Regions from separate parts of the Mus musculus genome. Here regions 1, 3, 4, 5 and 6 are each linked to region 2. The links are chromatin contacts, called in public HiChIP or PLAC-seq, Micro-C, capture Hi-C and promoter capture Hi-C maps. All regions are on one chromosome and are shown on one strand. The core of a region is the stretch at or near the end of the contact, and the rest is flanking DNA. Distances in the headings are between cores, read along the strand shown. Region 1 holds the start of Mybpc3 (myosin binding protein C, cardiac). Region 2 holds the start of Lrp4 (low density lipoprotein receptor-related protein 4). Region 3 holds the start of Madd (MAP-kinase activating death domain). Region 4 overlaps Madd (MAP-kinase activating death domain). Region 5 holds the start of Rapsn (receptor-associated protein of the synapse). Region 6 holds the start of Chrm4 (cholinergic receptor, muscarinic 4).

What was found. Hi-C and Micro-C count contacts between places; a contact is called where the count stands out from the background. HiChIP or PLAC-seq counts read pairs in DNA pulled down with a chosen protein or histone mark. Capture Hi-C pulls out chosen DNA fragments and counts their contacts.
Region 1: a contact with region 2 is called in an HNF4G HiChIP or PLAC-seq map of pancreatic cancer cells. The contact joins the promoter of Mybpc3 here to the promoter of Lrp4 in region 2. A contact is called at or near these places in 13 of 39 promoter capture datasets (the 3T3-L1 cell line, 3T3-L1-derived adipocytes, cranial neural crest and 5 more), 1 of 15 datasets of contacts at CTCF or cohesin (the NIH/3T3 cell line), 4 of 484 Hi-C or Micro-C datasets (embryonic stem cells, extraembryonic endoderm stem cells and transition I germ cells), 17 of 115 datasets of contacts at active chromatin or transcription factors (bone marrow-derived macrophages, craniofacial prominence, embryonic stem cells and 5 more) and 3 of 9 other capture datasets (adipose tissue, embryonic stem cells and macrophages).
Region 3: a contact with region 2 is called in a capture Hi-C map of macrophages, with 2.0 times the contacts expected there. The contact joins the promoter of Madd here to the promoter of Lrp4 in region 2. A contact is called at or near these places in 8 of 39 promoter capture datasets (the SN4741 cell line, cranial neural crest, embryonic stem cells and 4 more), 4 of 484 Hi-C or Micro-C datasets (embryonic stem cells and nephron progenitors), 5 of 115 datasets of contacts at active chromatin or transcription factors (astrocytes, embryonic stem cells, memory CD8 T cells and 2 more) and 4 of 9 other capture datasets (adipose tissue, liver, macrophages and 1 more).
Region 4: a FOXA1 HiChIP or PLAC-seq map of pancreatic cancer cells shows a contact between it and region 2. The contact joins the enhancer-like site here to the promoter of Lrp4 in region 2. A contact is called at or near these places in 7 of 39 promoter capture datasets (cranial neural crest, embryonic stem cells, liver and 3 more), 1 of 484 Hi-C or Micro-C datasets (liver), 4 of 115 datasets of contacts at active chromatin or transcription factors (the 230-238 cell line, embryonic stem cells and pancreatic cancer cells) and 1 of 9 other capture datasets (pancreatic islet).
Region 5: a contact with region 2 is called in a promoter capture Hi-C map of liver, with 2.0 times the contacts expected there. The contact joins the promoter of Rapsn here to the promoter of Lrp4 in region 2. A contact is called at or near these places in 6 of 39 promoter capture datasets (hematopoietic stem and progenitor cells, liver, neutrophils and 2 more), 1 of 115 datasets of contacts at active chromatin or transcription factors (embryonic stem cells) and 1 of 9 other capture datasets (liver).
Region 6: a Micro-C map of embryonic stem cells shows a contact between it and region 2, with 2.4 times the contacts expected there. The contact joins the promoter of Chrm4 here to the promoter of Lrp4 in region 2. A contact is called at or near these places in 2 of 39 promoter capture datasets (both in liver), 3 of 484 Hi-C or Micro-C datasets (all in embryonic stem cells) and 1 of 115 datasets of contacts at active chromatin or transcription factors (embryonic stem cells).

The regions. Positions count from the first base shown.
Region 1 is chr2:91,116,866-91,119,565 of GRCm38.p6, forward strand. Mybpc3 (myosin binding protein C, cardiac) reads left to right here and starts at 1,279. Exons shown (of 35, transcript NM_008653.2): 1 at 1,279-1,352; 2 at 2,298-2,564. The coding sequence starts at 1,304.
Region 2 is chr2:91,456,215-91,458,914 of GRCm38.p6, forward strand. Lrp4 (low density lipoprotein receptor-related protein 4) reads left to right here and starts at 1,317. Exons shown (of 38, transcript NM_172668.3): 1 at 1,317-1,538. The coding sequence starts at 1,487.
Region 3 is chr2:91,177,917-91,180,616 of GRCm38.p6, forward strand. It overlaps Madd (MAP-kinase activating death domain), which reads right to left and starts at 1,405. Exons shown (of 35, transcript NM_001177720.1): 1 at 1,263-1,405; 2 at 1-580. The coding sequence starts at 1,321.
Region 4 is chr2:91,155,801-91,158,500 of GRCm38.p6, forward strand. It overlaps Madd (MAP-kinase activating death domain), which reads right to left. Exons shown (of 35, transcript NM_001177720.1): 21 at 2,605-2,688; 22 at 2,185-2,343. Among named protein-coding and RNA genes, the nearest start is that of Madd, 22 kb to the right of the region's middle. Within about 2 kb of position 1,426, at least 23 of the 459 cell types and tissues checked have an H3K27ac peak or open chromatin away from gene starts, as enhancers often do. A contact at or near this core is called in pancreatic cancer cells, where this site is marked.
Region 5 is chr2:91,034,308-91,037,007 of GRCm38.p6, forward strand. It overlaps Rapsn (receptor-associated protein of the synapse), which reads left to right and starts at 1,320. Exons shown (of 8, transcript NM_009023.3): 1 at 1,320-1,681; 2 at 2,240-2,578. The coding sequence starts at 1,490. It also overlaps Gm13778.
Region 6 is chr2:91,920,821-91,923,520 of GRCm38.p6, forward strand. Chrm4 (cholinergic receptor, muscarinic 4) reads left to right here and starts at 1,369. Exons shown (of 2, transcript NM_007699.2): 1 at 1,369-1,523.

The DNA of each region.
Region 1 (2,700 bases), core at 29-2,528, 340 kb before region 2:
TCTTCTTCTTCTTCTGGCTCTCAAACACCAGTTCCTTAAACATTTAAACAAATTTTTTGCCTGCGTATATGTATGTGTGCCATGTGTGTGCCTGGTGCCTGCAGTCTAGAAGAGGGGTGTTGGGTCCCCTGGAGCTGGAGTTACAGATGGTTGTGAGGTATTGTGTGGGTGCTTGGACCGGAACCTGAGTTCTCGGCAAGAACAAGTGCTTTTAATCACTGAGCCTTCTCTTCCAGCCCCAGACCAGTTCTCTGGACGACTCGGAGATAAGCATAGCAGTGCATACCCAGAATAGCAGCACTTAGGTTGAGGCAGGAGGATTGTCATTGGTTTGAGACCAACCTGGATTGCTAGTTATAGCTTCAACACACACACTCATGCACATGACTTAGGAGCAGGTGATATGACTCTAAAGTAACTAAAATTGGGTGGAAATCACGGCTAGGTTTCTATTGACTGGAAAATGCTTATATGTGAACTCCCTCCTTCTGGTATAAGCTATCTATTCTAGTCTAGAATTCCTTAATGGAGATCCCCGTCATTTACTTTTTCCCCTGTTACACCTGATGAGCCTGATCCAACTGAGGGTCACAGAACAAGAACAGTGGCAGTGGGGTGGCAGCTGGGGGGATTTGGAATGCTCTGCATTCATCTTTGGTTAGTCCTTGTGACTTTAGCAAGAGCTAGCTCTGCTCCTGTCCTCTACTTGGGAGGACATTTAGAGATCCACTCCCATGCCCTCGCCTGCAGGCTCGCCTAGTTTGTCCCTTGTGTGTGTGGGGTGGGGTGGGGGGGACTAACTCCCAGCAGATTCCCTCCCTGCCTAACCCTCCGCCAAGCCCACTCAGGATTCCGTGGTCCAAGGCCAGCCCCTGCCCCTTGTGGTGCAGTAATGTGTGCCAAAGCTCTGCTGACCAAAAGAACAACAGCAGCTAGCCCTGGATACCCTCTCTCCCACCCAGCACCTGTGCCCTCGATCTTTAGCTGTGGGTGTCACGGGCCAAGAGCACCTCGACAGTGTAATTTTCTGGTGGCTGGATACACAGACAAAGGTGGGGCTACCCCTGAGATCCATGGAGGAGTGGAAGGGCGGAAGCTATCCAGTCCTGCTGGGGGTGGGGAGGAGAAGCCAGAGGACCAAGTGGCTCTATCTTCTCCATGAAGATACCTCAGCTGGATGGAATTTGTCTATATTTAGCAGGTGGCTAGCAGGAGGCTGATAAGCAGGGCTGGGGAGGGGGCAGTCCTCATAAATAGTGAGAACACAGGACACTGTTCAGTCCCTCCTTGGGTGGCCTGCTTGATGCCTGGTGTGACTGTTCTCAAGATGCCGGAGCCAGGGAAGAAACCAGGTAGCTCCACGTAAGGGTTTGGGTCAGTGGTGCACACGGCTTGTGGGCAGGGTTAGGTACCGGTGTAGGATGAGGCCTGTGGGTTCCAGGAAGGGACAGGATGGTCCTCTTTGGGCTTTGTCTAATTCTCTGCTTCATTCCCCATCCCTCTAATGAGATCAAGGATAAACTCGGTGTCAGGGCCACTGAGAGATGACTTCACTAAGTCAGGAAGAATCCAGGGTCAACAGCCCATTCTGTCTGGACCTGTATTTTCTTCTTCAGCCAGGGTCCTCAATTCAAGGAGCTCAATTTAGGCTCCAGTGGAGCTGAGCCCCTGAGCTCAGTTTCTAAGGGTACTGAGATGAGGGGGTAGCGACCCTTTCCAGCTCTGAGTGTCTGCCACATGAGCTGGAAACCCTAGGGTATTCACATGAGACCTGGCTCCAGATGTGGGGGGACAGTGCCTCTCTTCTCTGGAATAGAACAGGCAAGCCAAGGACAAAGACTGTAGCCAAAGACCTGGACCAGGCCAACACCCTTGCAGAGGTCATGGGGTCAGGGATCCAGTCCCCAGCCCCCAGGCCCCTGCTGCCTTATCTCAATTGCTCATTCTTAGTCTGAAGCCCTCAGAGGACAAATTTAGCTATATCCCAAGTAGGCAGAGTGCTGGGGCCCTTGCCAAGGGTTCCACAATGGGAAGGGAGGCTGGGCCTACCACTGGTGTTCCCAAGCAGGAAGGTAGGGACGTCTTATATGGTGGTGGGGACAACAGCCTGGACTCTTTCATCTGTCATTAACCTCACCTGACCTGAGACATAAATATGGCTGCACCCACCCCATAGAACTGTTGGAGCATTAAACAAGTAGCTTGGGGTGTGCTTACTACACAGTCTTCTTGAAGAAGGGTGTCGGGGGTGGGGTACCAGGGAGCCTACTTCCTGCAAGTTCCATCTGGCTCTTCAGTGTCAGCCTTCAACAAGAAGCCAAGGTCAGCGGAGGTGACCGCTGGCAGTGCTGCCGTGTTCGAGGCTGAGACGGAGCGGTCAGGCGTGAAGGTGCGGTGGCAGCGGGATGGCAGCGACATCACCGCCAATGACAAGTATGGTTTGGCAGCAGAGGGCAAGCGACACACACTGACAGTGCGGGATGCGAGCCCTGATGACCAGGGTTCCTACGCGGTCATTGCAGGCTCCTCAAAGGTCAAGTTTGACCTCAAGGTCACAGAGCCAGGTAAGAGCTTGCTGACCTCGCCCCGGGGCCCTGAACTCAGAGTCCGGGGCATGGACTCTGGGCACTGGCAATGCTGTAAGCCAGAAATGCCCGTTCTGCTCTTCTGCTCCAAGATCTCTCTAAGCATTAGTTGTGG
Region 2 (2,700 bases), core at 67-2,566:
TATTTTTCTGTTATTGTAGCTTTCACAAAGTATGCTTAATGTTAGCTTTGGTCAAAGATGGCAATTTAAAACGAAAATTTTGAAAAATGGAAAACAAGCAAGGATGAAACGTCAACCTATCCATTTGGAGAAATTGCCTAATATCCACTTTGCACTATACCAAATTACTTCTCTCCCAGCTAAGTCCAGGATAAGATGAATGAAAGCCAAACAATGTTGGCAGGCCAGGTCTGAGGGGAAAGTAATATATCAGGCCCTAAGAAAGTTAGGGGGTGTAAGCAAAAAGCAACAAAACAACCTGGGAACACAGGAGGCAGCAAGATGAACAAATAACTACTAGTATTCAAGGGGCGGAGGGTGGGGAAGACCACAGAGATAACATCGAGAGTGGATTAGAAGTTTATGTCGTAATCCAAACGTTTCATACTGCTGGAAAGCCTTACAAACAGGAGCCGAAAGAAGGCCCAGGTCTTCTTGGCAGAGTGCAACTCTAAGTACTGACTTATTTCCTTACCCCCTACCCCTTTCTTGCCAGGATCAGAAAGTCAAGGATGGTGAAGGGGCTCATTCACAGACAGTATGGAGGAACTGAGATTGTCTGGGCCAAATCTGGGCATTTGAACTGGGGAGACAGGACCCAGACAACTTCACCTCAGGAAATGAATAAATGAAAAGGGGAGGTCGCCGAATTATTTAGCCCAAGAACAACACTGCCTAGACCGGGGGAGGGGCTGGGGTGCAAGAAGAAAAACTTCAGAATAGGGATTTTTGACAGTGAGAACACTAGTTGAGACACAACACTGTAGGCCCCCTGATGTCCCTTGTTTGGTGTCAATAAAGGCCGAGAGAATTATGCTCTAGCAAGCCTTGCATATTTTTGAAACATCACAATAAAGTCTGGAGTTGGAGCTGGTAGGGGGGCCGGGGTCACGCCCAGGCGACTTGGGTCAGCACGGGTGCTCCTCCCTAGTGTGGACCGATAATGAACCCAGGCTGAGAGTTGCCAGTACGATAATTTTCTGTTTAAGCTGGGGATATTTGAGTCGCAGTAATGGGGACAGATAAGGGGCTCTCTCCGGAAGGCTAGGAATGTTAGGGCAGACTGAGTAGGAGCTAAGGCGAGCGCAAGAGGCACAGGCGGGTGGGGTCCTGGGACTGGGGGGCGAGGGCAGAGGGCGGGAAGGGGCCGGGCCAGAGCCGGGGGCGGGACCAGGCGGGGTGGTGGTGGCGGGGGCCGAGACGCGGGAGGCGGGGCGGCCAGGCTCGGGACACCCCCTCCCGGTCCCCTGGCGGGGCGGCTTCAACTCCGGCAGTACAGGAGGCAGCAGCAGCCCGGAGGGCGACTTGCAGGGCGCGCCGGCCGAGCTGGACCCGGGACGCTTTTCAACCCGGGGGAACCCTCCGCTGATTCTCTCCGCCCCGGCGTCCCTTGGGAGCCCGCGGGACCCCCGGGCCGGCAGGGAACGCCGGCGGCGGCCGCAGCACCATGAGGCGGTGGTGGGGCGCGCTGCTGCTTGGCGCCCTGCTCTGCGCACACGGTAAGCGGCGTCGCAGCGCCCGCGCCGACCGGGCCACCGGGAAAGTTTGTCCCTGAGACTGGTCGCTGCAGGACTCGCCTCCTGGGAGTGGGACCGTGAGGCTGGGGCCTGAAGTCCCACCCTCGAGCTCACTTCGAGCACCAACCCTGGCAGAGCGAGCGGAGGAAAGCAATAGCAGCCCCCGCAGCTCTTCTAGCACGAGAGGGGACAGCGGTGGTGGGACTCGTCCCCGCTGTAGTCTGGGCCGGGTGGAAGAAGACCCAAGACGCTCTCTCGGCTTCCATCGCTGCTCTTTAACGAGCCAGGGGCGGGTTCCCTTTCAGGTTAAGGCAGGGCTTCTGTGTCCCTGGTGCGTGCGAATGAATGTGTGCAAAGAAAGGAAGGCGGGGAGGATGGTCGCTAAACCCATAAATTGTAAACAGTTCTCTTTCCAGGGACTGGGGGATCTTGGGTGGATTGCGGAGAGGGGCCCAGCTGAATCTGAGTTACTTGAGCATCCGGGATTCATGGACTTGGGGAGCAATTTCTCGGACTCGAAACCCTGCTCTCTCTGAGGGTCCTTGGTTCATACTTGCGTGCAGCATCTCCCCTAAGTGGAGTTTTGGGTTCCCTCTCCTGGCTGCGGCCAATCAGCTTCCTGCCCCGGATCCTCCCCAAGGGAGGGGTGGGGAACAGCGATGGAAAAGAGGTTGGGGAGGAACTTTGGGAAGAAACTGCTGGAAAGCTCCCTCAGATCGGTTCTGGCCCGGGTAAAGCGCAGGGGCGCGTTCTTTGGGAACTTCCAAAGGCAGCCTCGCGACCCGTGCAGTGGGGCCTTGGCCTCCGGGGAGCTGGGCGGATGGCAGCGGCACTGCTGCTTCATCTGCTCCTTATTAATAACGTGTTCGGTGCCCGGACGCAACTGTTATGTCTACTTAGGACTGCAGTGGAATCTGCTTCTCTGCAGCAGCTTGGGAACGTGGGTGCACCCGGAGATTTAGCAGCTGCCTCTGAGTTTGTGCCCAAAGATCAAAGATCGATCTTTGAACTCTCAACTATATTCACCCGCCGGCTTTTCCACGTGGGGGAGATCCAGTTCTTCGATTCCCTGGCTGCGGGACGAGGGGGTGGGGTTCAGAAAGAGCGGTCTGCAGATCCTGGCGATTCACGGGTTCTTTCTTTC
Region 3 (2,700 bases), core at 155-2,654, 280 kb before region 2:
GATGCCCAGTTTCTTGCCTAGCAGCCGTTCACTACAGCAGTCTACCAAACGTTTGAGAGTATACAGACACTCTCTGAAGGTAGAGAAGAAAGGGTAGTGGCTAAGCACACACAGGGATGTCAGGGTACTGTTGCGGGAGCGGCTGCCCGCTTTTGCCCTACGTTTGCCCCGAGGAGACTGGTTTACGTCAGGAGTGGAGTCAGCACTAGGCGGCTGCAAGGTTGAGCCACTCTCTGAGCTCCCAGCGGCAGCCTCTTCTGAGGCACCAGAGGTGTGAGCGCCTTCCTTCCCACGGGGTCCTGCTCCGCCTTCCACCTTTTCCTTTGGCATTCGCTTTTGGAAGGAACGGTAGAAGTTGACACAGATGCCATAGCGGGTGACTCCGGTGTCCTTATCGGTTAGGGTGAAGACAAAAGAGGTATCGTCCCGAAGGCTCATCCGCCGCTGCCGCACACTCAGACATCCTTCTGGCTGGCAGAAGAACACCACATCTGGGGGCAGGGGGAACTCTGGGTGATCCTCTAGTGGGTACCTCCGCAGCAGCTCAGGAGTCTGAGCCACACTGTCACTGCTTGGGTGCCTGAAGGACATAAAGGCACACTCAGCAACCCAACAGCATGGAACATGCTATCACACTTGAACCACAATCAACAGATGAAGCTCAAAGGCACTTTAGGAAAGAGTTTAACTGACAGACTGAAGTCCACACTGTCATGAAGACACTATCCTGAAAGTTTCAACAAGAAAATCATCACTAGCACCTCAAGATGATCAGCACCTTAGCTAAAAGATTACCTTAGGAATCTAGGTAGACAGAGAAGTACAGAGTGCTTTCCCCTTTTGACAGACTATGAAAACGGGCTATAAAGAATATATTTGCTCGAAACCCATAAAGTATGAGTTAAAATAACAGCATTTGTTTGTTTATTTATTTATTTATTTTGGTTTTTCAAGACAGGGTTTCTCTGTGTAGCCCTGGCTGTCCTGGAACTCACTCTTTAGACCAGGCTGGCCTCAAACTCAGAAATCTGCCTGCCTCTGCCTCCTGAGTGCTGGGATTAAAGGCGTGAGCCACCACGCCCGGCAGCATGTATTTATTTATGAGAGATAGCATACATAAAGTGGAACACAAAACATGTAACAAGAACATAAAGCAATAGGACAGAATAAGATATTCAAAGCAACATGGAAATAAGGTCTGGGAGTAACAAGACATTGTGGCTGCCACAGAGAACAAGACAGTTATTGGTCTTCTTGGTTACCTCGCCCCTACGATCACGAGATAGTCAAGTAACCGAGGGCAGAACTTCTTTTGCACCATGGTTCCGATTTGTCAGTTCATTGCAGAGAAACTTCAGGGCACTGAGCAAGAAGCCAGCATTCCCAGGAGGAATTCTGATATAATCTGAAAATCCAATAGGGGGAAAAGTACTGATAAATACCCAGTGCTACGCCTAAGGGACTCACCCTTCTCAGGTTCATCTCAGCAAGGGGCGGAGGTCAGAGGCTTCCACTTCTGAACTCACGATAGAATCTGACGCTTGCTTTCCCTGCTGGCTGTCCACGTTTATGAGCTTCCAGAGTCAAATTTCAAACGGAATAGGGTTGAGGCTATCGCTTAGTGATCAAGGACTTATCTAGAATGGATGGGGCCCTAGTTCCAATCCTCAGCACCCAAAAAGGAGACGAGGAGCTGAAAAAATAACAGCTCAGACTATAGCTAGCTCATCTCCAGCCGAGTTTCTGAGACTCTGTTTCAGTCTAATCTAGAGTGAAGAATTATAACAACAACAAAAAATTACTTTCAGGGCTACTCCGGGGCGGGGGGGGGGGGAATCAAGATAAAAGCAGATTCTTTATACAGCACTAACCTGGGCTTTTACGTCTACATGGAAACTTGATTATTCTGTCTCATTGAGTAGCATTCAGCCTGATGGGTAACTATCACACAGACTTTCCAGTTAATTGCACTCAGACAGTAACAACAGCTGCATACTGTTCATGTGATCTCACATGGAAAAGTCCATGTCCCAACTGTCTCATCTCTAACCAGTTTTCCCACTTCAAGATAGAAAGGGGGCCAAGCAGCTACTGCTGCCTCCTCTGCCCTTGGTGCTGAACCACAGCTCTCGACTATTCGGGTCTCTGGATCAGAGTCAGTAATACAATGCATTCCCAGGAGGCCTGGTCTTTCTCTATCTTGTAGGGATTGTGAATTAGGGACGGAAAATACCAGGGTTTCTACAAATTTAGGGGAAGTGTCTAAAGGAATTTCTAAATGTATTCGAAATCAATTATTTCCTGGGGGCCAGAGAAATGGCCCAGCAGTTACAAGCACTCATGACTCTTCCAGAAAGCCTAGGTTCAGCTCTGAATACTGGCACTGGGTGGCTCATCACGGCCTGTGATGCTAGTTCCCGGTAAACTGTGGCTCTTCTCAGTGCTACACTGACAGAGTGCACACATGCATGCTCAGGCACACGCGTGCATAAAAGAAACAATTATATCTTTCACACTTGATCTTAGCCAAAAGGCTGCGAGGCGATAACAATTATACTTTCCAAAGAATCTATATTTTTATTAGATTTTCATAGACTTCTAAATAAAATGTTTCACTCCTGTATAGGGCATTTCCAGGGCTCCAAGATTTTGCTTCTATGGCCTGAGACTTTGTTCACTGTACACACACATGCACACACA
Region 4 (2,700 bases), core at 176-2,675, 300 kb before region 2:
CAAAAGTCAACCTAATAACCCTATTTTCTATTACTGCTTCCTAAAGCAAGAAATGAAGTCTTTGTTCTCATTTACCTTTATTCTTTAGTCTCTGTAGTGCTTTCTCTTAAAGCTGGGCACGCCTCTAGTCCCAGTGTGTGGAAGGTTGAGAAAGGAGATCAGTAGTTCAAGGCTAGCCTCAGCTTTATAACAAGTTTGAGGCCAGCCTGGGCCACAAGATCCTGTCTCACACCCTTACCCCACAAAACAAGGTAAAGCTTTTGCAGTAGCATGGCACAATAGAAGGAGCACAGAGTCTGAAGTCAGACTGGCCATGGGTCAAATCCCTACTTTTTATTAATGTTGTAGTGGCTGAGGGTCATTTTCCTTGTCTATAAGAGGAACATTATAATATCTACCCCACAGGACTGGAGAAATGATTAATTGCATTGTTTTTTATTGAATGTGTGTGTGTGTGTGCATGATCACATGTGTGTGCAAGTGTCTGTACGTGCGAGGGCCCAACAGGATACCTTACATTATCTTCTACATCACACACACACAGTTCTCACCTCCACTGTTCCCTAGCACAGGACAGTTAGGGCTGTGTGGTGAGGAGAGCCAGGGAAGGTAACACACGGTCACCAGCATCTTACAGGGATGACCTTGTATTTGTCAACATCCAGAGTCAAAGCACAATGAAGGGATTTCTTTTTTAAGATTTATTTTACACATATGTGAGTACACTGTTGATGAAGAGGGCATCAGACCCCATTACAGACGGTTGTGAGCCACCATGTGGTTGCTGGGAATTGAACTCAGGACCTCTGGAAGAGCAGTCCGTGCTCTTAAGCCCATCTCTCCAGCCCCAACAATGAAGGGATTTTTAAAAAGGTTTCAAGAGACTACTATTATTATTATTAATTTTTTTATATGAGTATACTACACTGTAGCTGTCTTCAGACACACCAGAAGAGGGTGTCAGATCCCATTACAGATGGTTGTGAGCTACCATGTAGTTGCTGGGAATTGAACTCAGGACCTCTGGAAGAGTGGTTAGTGCTCTTAACCGCTGAGGCCTCTCTTCAGCCCTCAAAAGACTTTTTAAAGTAACATTTATTCATTTGTACACGTGTCCTGGGGGTAATGTGCAGGTTGTGGTTATGCATACAAGTGTAGGCCAGAAAACACCTTTTAGGAGTTGGTTTTCTCCTTTGACCATGTAGTTCCAAGGATGGAACTCAGGTTGTCAAAGTTTGAGGGCAAAAGCCTTTACTTGCTGGGACATCTTCCTGGGCCCCACCCCTTTTGACCAGGTCTTACCATGTAGCAGGCTGGCCTCAAACTTAAGATCCTTCTACCTCAGCCCCTGAGAAGGATATCAGGCATGAGCCACCACACCCAGCTGGAAGGACTTCTCAAATACTCTTATTAAAACAGTCTGTGTAGACTCAGTATGAGTCAGGCCCTAACTTGAATGACCCTGCTAATTTTTAACTCTGTCTCCATTGGCTCTTCTAGGAACAGACATATAGAAGGACCTAGAGACAGATGAGCACCAGTAGTAAGAAAATGACTTCATTGGAATCCTATCTTCCACTGTCCTCTCTAGACAAAAGGACTGAAAAGCTGTTGTGGAAAATACCCACTGCCGTCTTAAAAAGGCGGCTCAGGGATCAAAGCAGATAACGCTGCCTAAAGAAGCAGGCATTCACTGCAGAGCAGACGGGAGAAGTGAGAGCTCGAGGATTTATGTCATTTGGGTGTGGCAGTACACACTTGTAATCCCAGCACTTGGGAGACGAAAACAGAGGGGCCACAAGCTTGAGAGCAGCCTGGGTTACACAGTGAGACTGTCTCAAAAAAGAGGAAAAGGAAAAGGAAGGAAAAAAGGGAGGGAGGGAGGGAGGAAGGGAGGAAGGAAAAAAGGGAGGGAGGGAGGGAGGGAGGAGGGAGGGAAGGAGGGAGGAAGGAAACAGAACAGCAGACAGTTGGAAAGAGAGAGAGAGAAAAGAGCCACCCAGCTGAGCCAGACCTCCTCAGGACTATGGGAAGGCTCCCCTTTCCTCCGCAGGACCAAGCGCCTGCACAAGGGTGCTCGGCCTCTGAATTACACCTCCAGCCCCACCTTTTCCTTCTTGTTGTCTCTAAACCACTTTCCTCTTCCATTAAAGAAATGTTCTTTTGTTAGTATATAGAGCTTACAAAGATGGCGCTTGTAGCAGAATTGGTTTCGATTTCACTGTCGGACAGAGTGGCCCGGGAACTTGCCAGGTGGGCGCTGCCTTCGCCTCCTGGCCCGTCACCTGCATTGCTGCTCAGGTCACTGTCAGCTCCAAGGGTCTCTCCGGAACTATTACTCACCTGGGAAAGACAAAAGGCAGTAAGGACAGTCCCAGAGAAGGATTCCCAAAGCCAGCTAGAACCCTGACTGCTAGGAAAAGAATCATTTTAGAGGTGTGTCAGCTTTCCCATACACTTCTTTATAAAATGAGTGACATCCTGCGTCCACACACCCATGAGGATCAAGCTGATCTGAGACTAAGAGCAGATCAAAGGGAAGGAGCCCTTCCAGGGAGAAGGCCACACCCCACCCACAAAGAGGCCAATGTGGTATTCCCCTACCACGGTGCTAACTTCAGAATCCTGACTTGAGCTTCGGATCATAACAGCTGGACTCACACCGATGACAGAGTCTTGATCAGTCCTCTGAAATAACAC
Region 5 (2,700 bases), core at 70-2,569, 420 kb before region 2:
TGGCCTCTGGTCATCATTTTGTCAAGGGGTAGGTAGTATCATCTCTTCTCACTAACACACTGTTTCCTTCACACTAGACACTGTTCTAAGTCCTTGTCAATCAGCAGCTCCTCTAGTTCTGTGGGAATCCTGTGAACTAGGTGCTGTTAACCTTTCTTCTCCAGGGCCAGCAATGTGCCCAAATTCTCTATGCTCACACAGCTAATACAGAAATACAGCAAGCAGGGCCAGGCTGGTGCCCATTGCTGTGCTGTGCTGTGCTGTGCTGTGCTGTGCTGTGCTGTGCTGTGTGAGAGCCACACACCACTATGAGAGTTTAACTATCCTTGCCTCGAAGAGGAGGAAGCAGGCTCAGAGAGCTACATGATTTGCTTAAGGGAGTTAGGAGGAAACCAGGCCTCCCATCAACTGGCTAATTGTTAGGAACAGTGTGGACATGTGCCCAGGTAAGTGTCTATGTGATGGGTAAAATGAGAAAATAAAATGGGGGAGGAACTGGGAAGAAAAGAGGTGAAGCTGGGCTGTGATGGTGCACACCTTTAATCCCAGCACTCAGGAGGCTGAGACAGGTAGATCTCTCAGTTTGAGGCCATCCTGGTGTAGAGTGAGTTCCAGAACAGCCAGAGCTATGCAGAGAAACCCTGTCTTGGGGGGAATGGGGTGGAATGTTCCATTAGCCAGGTACAATGGCTCACTCCTTTGGTCCCAGCTCTTGGGAGGCAGTCAGGCAGATATCTGAGTTTGAGGCTACCCTGGCTTACAAAGCAAGTTCCATGACAGCCAGGGTACACAGAGAAATCTTGTCTCAAAGCAGAAAGACAGAGACAGAGACAGAGAGACAGAGAGAGGGAGAGAGGGAGAGACAGAGGGAGGCGGAGAGAGAGAGAGAGAGAGAGAGAGAGAGAGAGAGAGAGAGAGAGAGAGAGGAAAAAGGAAAAGAAAACAAAACAAAAGAAAAAGAACCAAGAATCAGCAGCAAGGCGAACATTCAACTCCTCTCCCTGATGCCAAGTGTCCTGCCTGCTGCTTTCCTGCTGTCAAAACCTCTGGCCTAAGGCTTGCCTGCATCCTGGCAGACAGCCTTTGACAAGGCTTCCAAAGAGCATAACCTGCCAGGGGCACCAAGGCCAGTGTCAGAAGTGTCAAAGGGGACACCAAACAGGTTCTCCGGTGGTGCAGTGCCTATATCCCTGGGACAGCCACCTTTCAGCTTGGAGTGGGTGCAGCAGGAACCCTCGTGACCTTGCTGCTGACATTCCTCAGAAACCACGTGGCTCCAACTGGCAGGGACAGCTGCAGACAGGGGCTGAACCAGCCTTGTTCCCAGGGTGGCGCCCGTTGTCCATCCAGGCCCTGCTTAGCTTTTTGCCTGGTGTGCTCCCCCCACCCCCACTCCCCAGAGATCAGCCGACACCGTGGGTCCAACACCATGAGGGTCTAAAGACACCTAGCCAGCCACGGTCTTTCCGAGTGGCCAGGCTGTGGGAAGATGGGGCAGGACCAGACAAAGCAACAGATTGAAAAAGGACTGCAGCTGTACCAGTCCAACCAGACAGAGAAGGCACTGCAGGTGTGGATGAAGGTGCTGGAGAAGGGCTCTGACCTCGTGGGCCGCTTCCGGGTACTGGGCTGCTTGGTAACAGCTCACTCGGAGATGGGCCGCTACAAAGAGATGCTGAAGGTACACATTACCCTTCCAGGGTGCTGTGGGAGGGCCCAGGTGCTGTGAGAAGATTGGGAACAGGACTGGGTGGCTTCCAACTCCCAGACACCCTTGTATCTTCCTGAGTGAGAACCTCTGGGTCTCATAGGCTAGTGTCTGGTCTGAAGTTTTGAATATGCATGGGAGATCCTGAGTCTTAGTTGGCTGGGTATCGTCAGAGTCAGGCCTGTGGCCTTTGACCTCGGTGTCAATGATGTTCACAGGCATCCAGGGATCTTAAGCCCAGACCTCCAAGTCTAGATTTTAGTCTGCTGCTTGCTGCCTGGAGGAACAGGCTCCAAGTTTGAGGGTCAGGCTGGTCAGTGGTAGACTCCAGATCTGAGGCTGGGAGTGAAAGTGTATGTCTACCCTGAGCTTTGGTTAGAACTTCTCTGCTATGACTGGAGCCTGGGAGGATGGATCTGAGGTTGTTGAAACTCTTGAGTCTGAGCTTCAGGGTCTGCCATTCTCTCTGGCTGTGGCAGCCAGGGAATGCAGCCTTGCTGAGTGTTGTCTACCTGTTCCCCCCGGGGTCAGTTTGCCGTGGTCCAGATTGATACTGCTCGGGGACTGGAGGATGCTGACTTCCTGCTCGAAAGCTACCTGAACCTGGCGCGCAGCAATGAGAAGCTATGTGAGTTCCACAAAACCATCTCCTACTGCAAGACCTGCCTCGGCCTGCCTGGCACCAGGGCTGGTGCCCAGCTTGGGGGTCAGGTCAGCCTGAGCATGGGCAATGCTTTCCTGGGCCTCAGCCTCTTCCAGAAGGCCCTGGAGAGCTTTGAGAAGGCCCTGCGCTATGCCCACAACAACGATGACACCATGCTGGAGTGCCGTGTCTGCTGCAGCCTGGGCAGTTTCTACGCCCAGGTCAAGGTGGGCCTGGTTCCTTTGTGGGGGATGAGGGAAATGATAATGGGGGATTTGAGGCTCCCTGAGAACCTCGTGTGTGGGGGGCGGGGGGAGCGGGGGTGTTCATACTGTTTATATATGATAAA
Region 6 (2,700 bases), core at 119-2,618, 460 kb after region 2:
AGATGTCGGTAACAACTGAGCCTCTCCTCTCCTGTGAAGTGGGGGCAAGAACAATAGCACTTCCTTCATTTTTTCCTTCAGAGGATCATGGAAGACCAAAGCGCCCATGGGAGGGAAGATGGCTTCTCACACTAGCCTGCCCTCAACTTTGTCCAATGTTGACGTCCCTCTCTTCAGCATGGAGAAACCTGAACCAGGAGCCTTCTCTCACGGACTCTAGCTCAAGTCTCCACTCATTCATTCTCTGTTCCTAACTCCTCTGTCGTTACAAAGCTATCCCTACCACTACCACTGTCCCCAGGAGCCCCTACCAGCCCTTGCAGGAGAGTAGAGGAGAGCTGAGACTCAGGTGGTTTTTCCAAGAAGTCAGCCGGCTTAAAGTTAATTGGCTGTTGACACTCAAGAAGCTTTGTGGGTGACCGGTACTCAGGACCCCGGGCGCGAAGGGGTGCATTCAACCCTGGCTGGCGGGTGCTTGATCTGAGCAACTGGCCTTCGCACCAAGGACGTGTGGGGCTGTCCGAGGTGCTGAACCTGCCTACTTTGGGCCTTAGCCTAGTACTGTTGCGGGAGGTCTAGGAGACTGGACTTTCCTTCATGGCCTGTTCTGTCCCAGGTGACCTTGGGCACCTGGCTTCCCCACATAGGCAGCGATGAACTCATTCGCGGCTGGATAGGAGACTCGTGCCATCTTCAGTCTCACAGCTAATGCGCGTCCCTTCCCGGGCGTGGAGAGTGACAAGATCTTTAGCCAGGGTAGATGCTCGCCTGTCCAGTCTCACCTGCTCTTCCCCAGGCCCCGACGGCTGCAGTCTTTTGGCTGTCCAGCGGCTATCAGGCAGCGCTCTGTCCCGACAGAAGCACGTTGCTAGATCTGCCCCGCCGCACACCAGGGGCCTGTTGGGGCCAAACCCTCAAGACCAGGATTTAACCTCAGGCGGAACGACGAAGGGGCTACAAGCCGTGGAGAGGTTCGAAAACACTTCGGTGTCCAGAGTGCGTGGTTAGGGCGGAGGCGGGGCTCATAGCCAAGCTTGGCCGCCTGGTTCTTCCCCAGCCCGCGAGGGGGCGCCTAGTCCCCATGACAACGCGGACAGCCCCCACCCCACCCCCCGGAGGGCAGAGCCGGAGGCTAATCCTCCCTGGCGACTGTGGGCGGTGCCCTCGGTGCTGGAGTCCGGAGTTGCGGGCCATCTCCCGGGAAGGGTGTGAGCATCAAGGGTGCCTGACACTCCAGGTGGTGACCCCCGCGCGTCGCCGCTGGGTGACCGGCCCCGGGCGGGCGGTGCGTCCCCACCACGATTGGCTGCTTCCCTGTGACATCACGCGGCTCGGAGAAAAGTGCGAGCGTGAGCGCGAGTCGGAGCCACAGCGCCGGGAGCTGCAGGCGAAGCAGGGGCCGCCCCTTGGCACCCTGTCCCCGCCCCCGGCCCCCGGCCCAGTCGCCCACCCCACCGACTCGCAGGGCCTCTGGCTAGTTCCGCCGTCTGTCCGGCGCCAGCGGAGCAAGACAGAAGCAGCGGGTGAGTAACTCCGCGGAATCGCGGGGGCGGGGGGCTTCTATGCAAGATGAGGATGTAGGGTTCTGGGACCCCCTGAAGGTCTCCAGAGGTGGGTCGGGCTGGAACAGGGCCCCAGACCCCTTTGAAAGGCAAGCGCGGTGCGGAAGGGGCGGAGAGCTCAGAGATGGGGCACCCCTCTGGAAGAAGGACCCCAGGTCTCTAAAAGGTTTCTCTAGGTGAACCTCTAGGGATTGGTGATCATTGAGAAGGCTAGGGGAGGAATAGTCCCAGCCCACAGCCCAACCCCGAAGCAGAGCAGCCGTCGGGTCAGGACCCACACTCCCTCACTCCCTCCCGTTGGCTCTTCTTCAAGGCGCCGGAAGATGAAGCCCCAAAGCGCCCGTTTCCCGCCCGTCTCCCTGCCCTCCGTTCCCACCTTGGCCCACCGGGAGCCTCCAGTACGCTCTAGCCCGTTGGAGTCCTCTGTCCGCGACCTTGAGCCCCGACGGAAAACACCCCTGTTCTCTCCTGTTTCCCTTCCCCCTCTCCAGGAGTACCCTCTCTTTTACTCATCCGGGGAGATACATCTCCCAGCCCTCCACCCTCCCAGCTCTTAGAGGAAGTGTTAGGCACAATGATTTGGCCCAATATCCAGCACCCCTCTCTCTTCCCCTAAAGTACAGAGGCTTCTCTCCGCCTCAGGAACAGTCCTGGGGGCCATAGCTTTCCTGAAGTGATCACTTAATAATCGAAAATCTACCCCACGGGCGCCCAGAGCACCCTTTCCCGACTTGTCCCCAGCAGGGGTAGGGGCTCGAGAACCCGCGGAAGCACATTGCCCACGCCCAGAGACTACAGGAACTGCGTGCCTGGGGGTTGATGGGAGGGCGGGGCATCGGAGAACCTTGGCCCTTTCGACCAGGACCCAGACGTGATGGAGCCGGGAGATGGGCCCAAGGGTAAGCCCCGAGATTGTCTTTGAGATAGACCTGAGCCCACAGCTTGGGAACTCGGTGCCTATTTTGACTGACAGGACTAGACAGGGCCTCTCCAGGGGTTGCGGGTTGAAGAGTGAAGAACAATTTTACCCTCCTGACCCAGGCCTCGACTGGGCTCCCCGTTTGGAGGCTCTACCCCTGCCCTCAATGCGTAGGGCACATCAAACTGAGCTCGGTGACCCTCACGGCTCGACGACTAT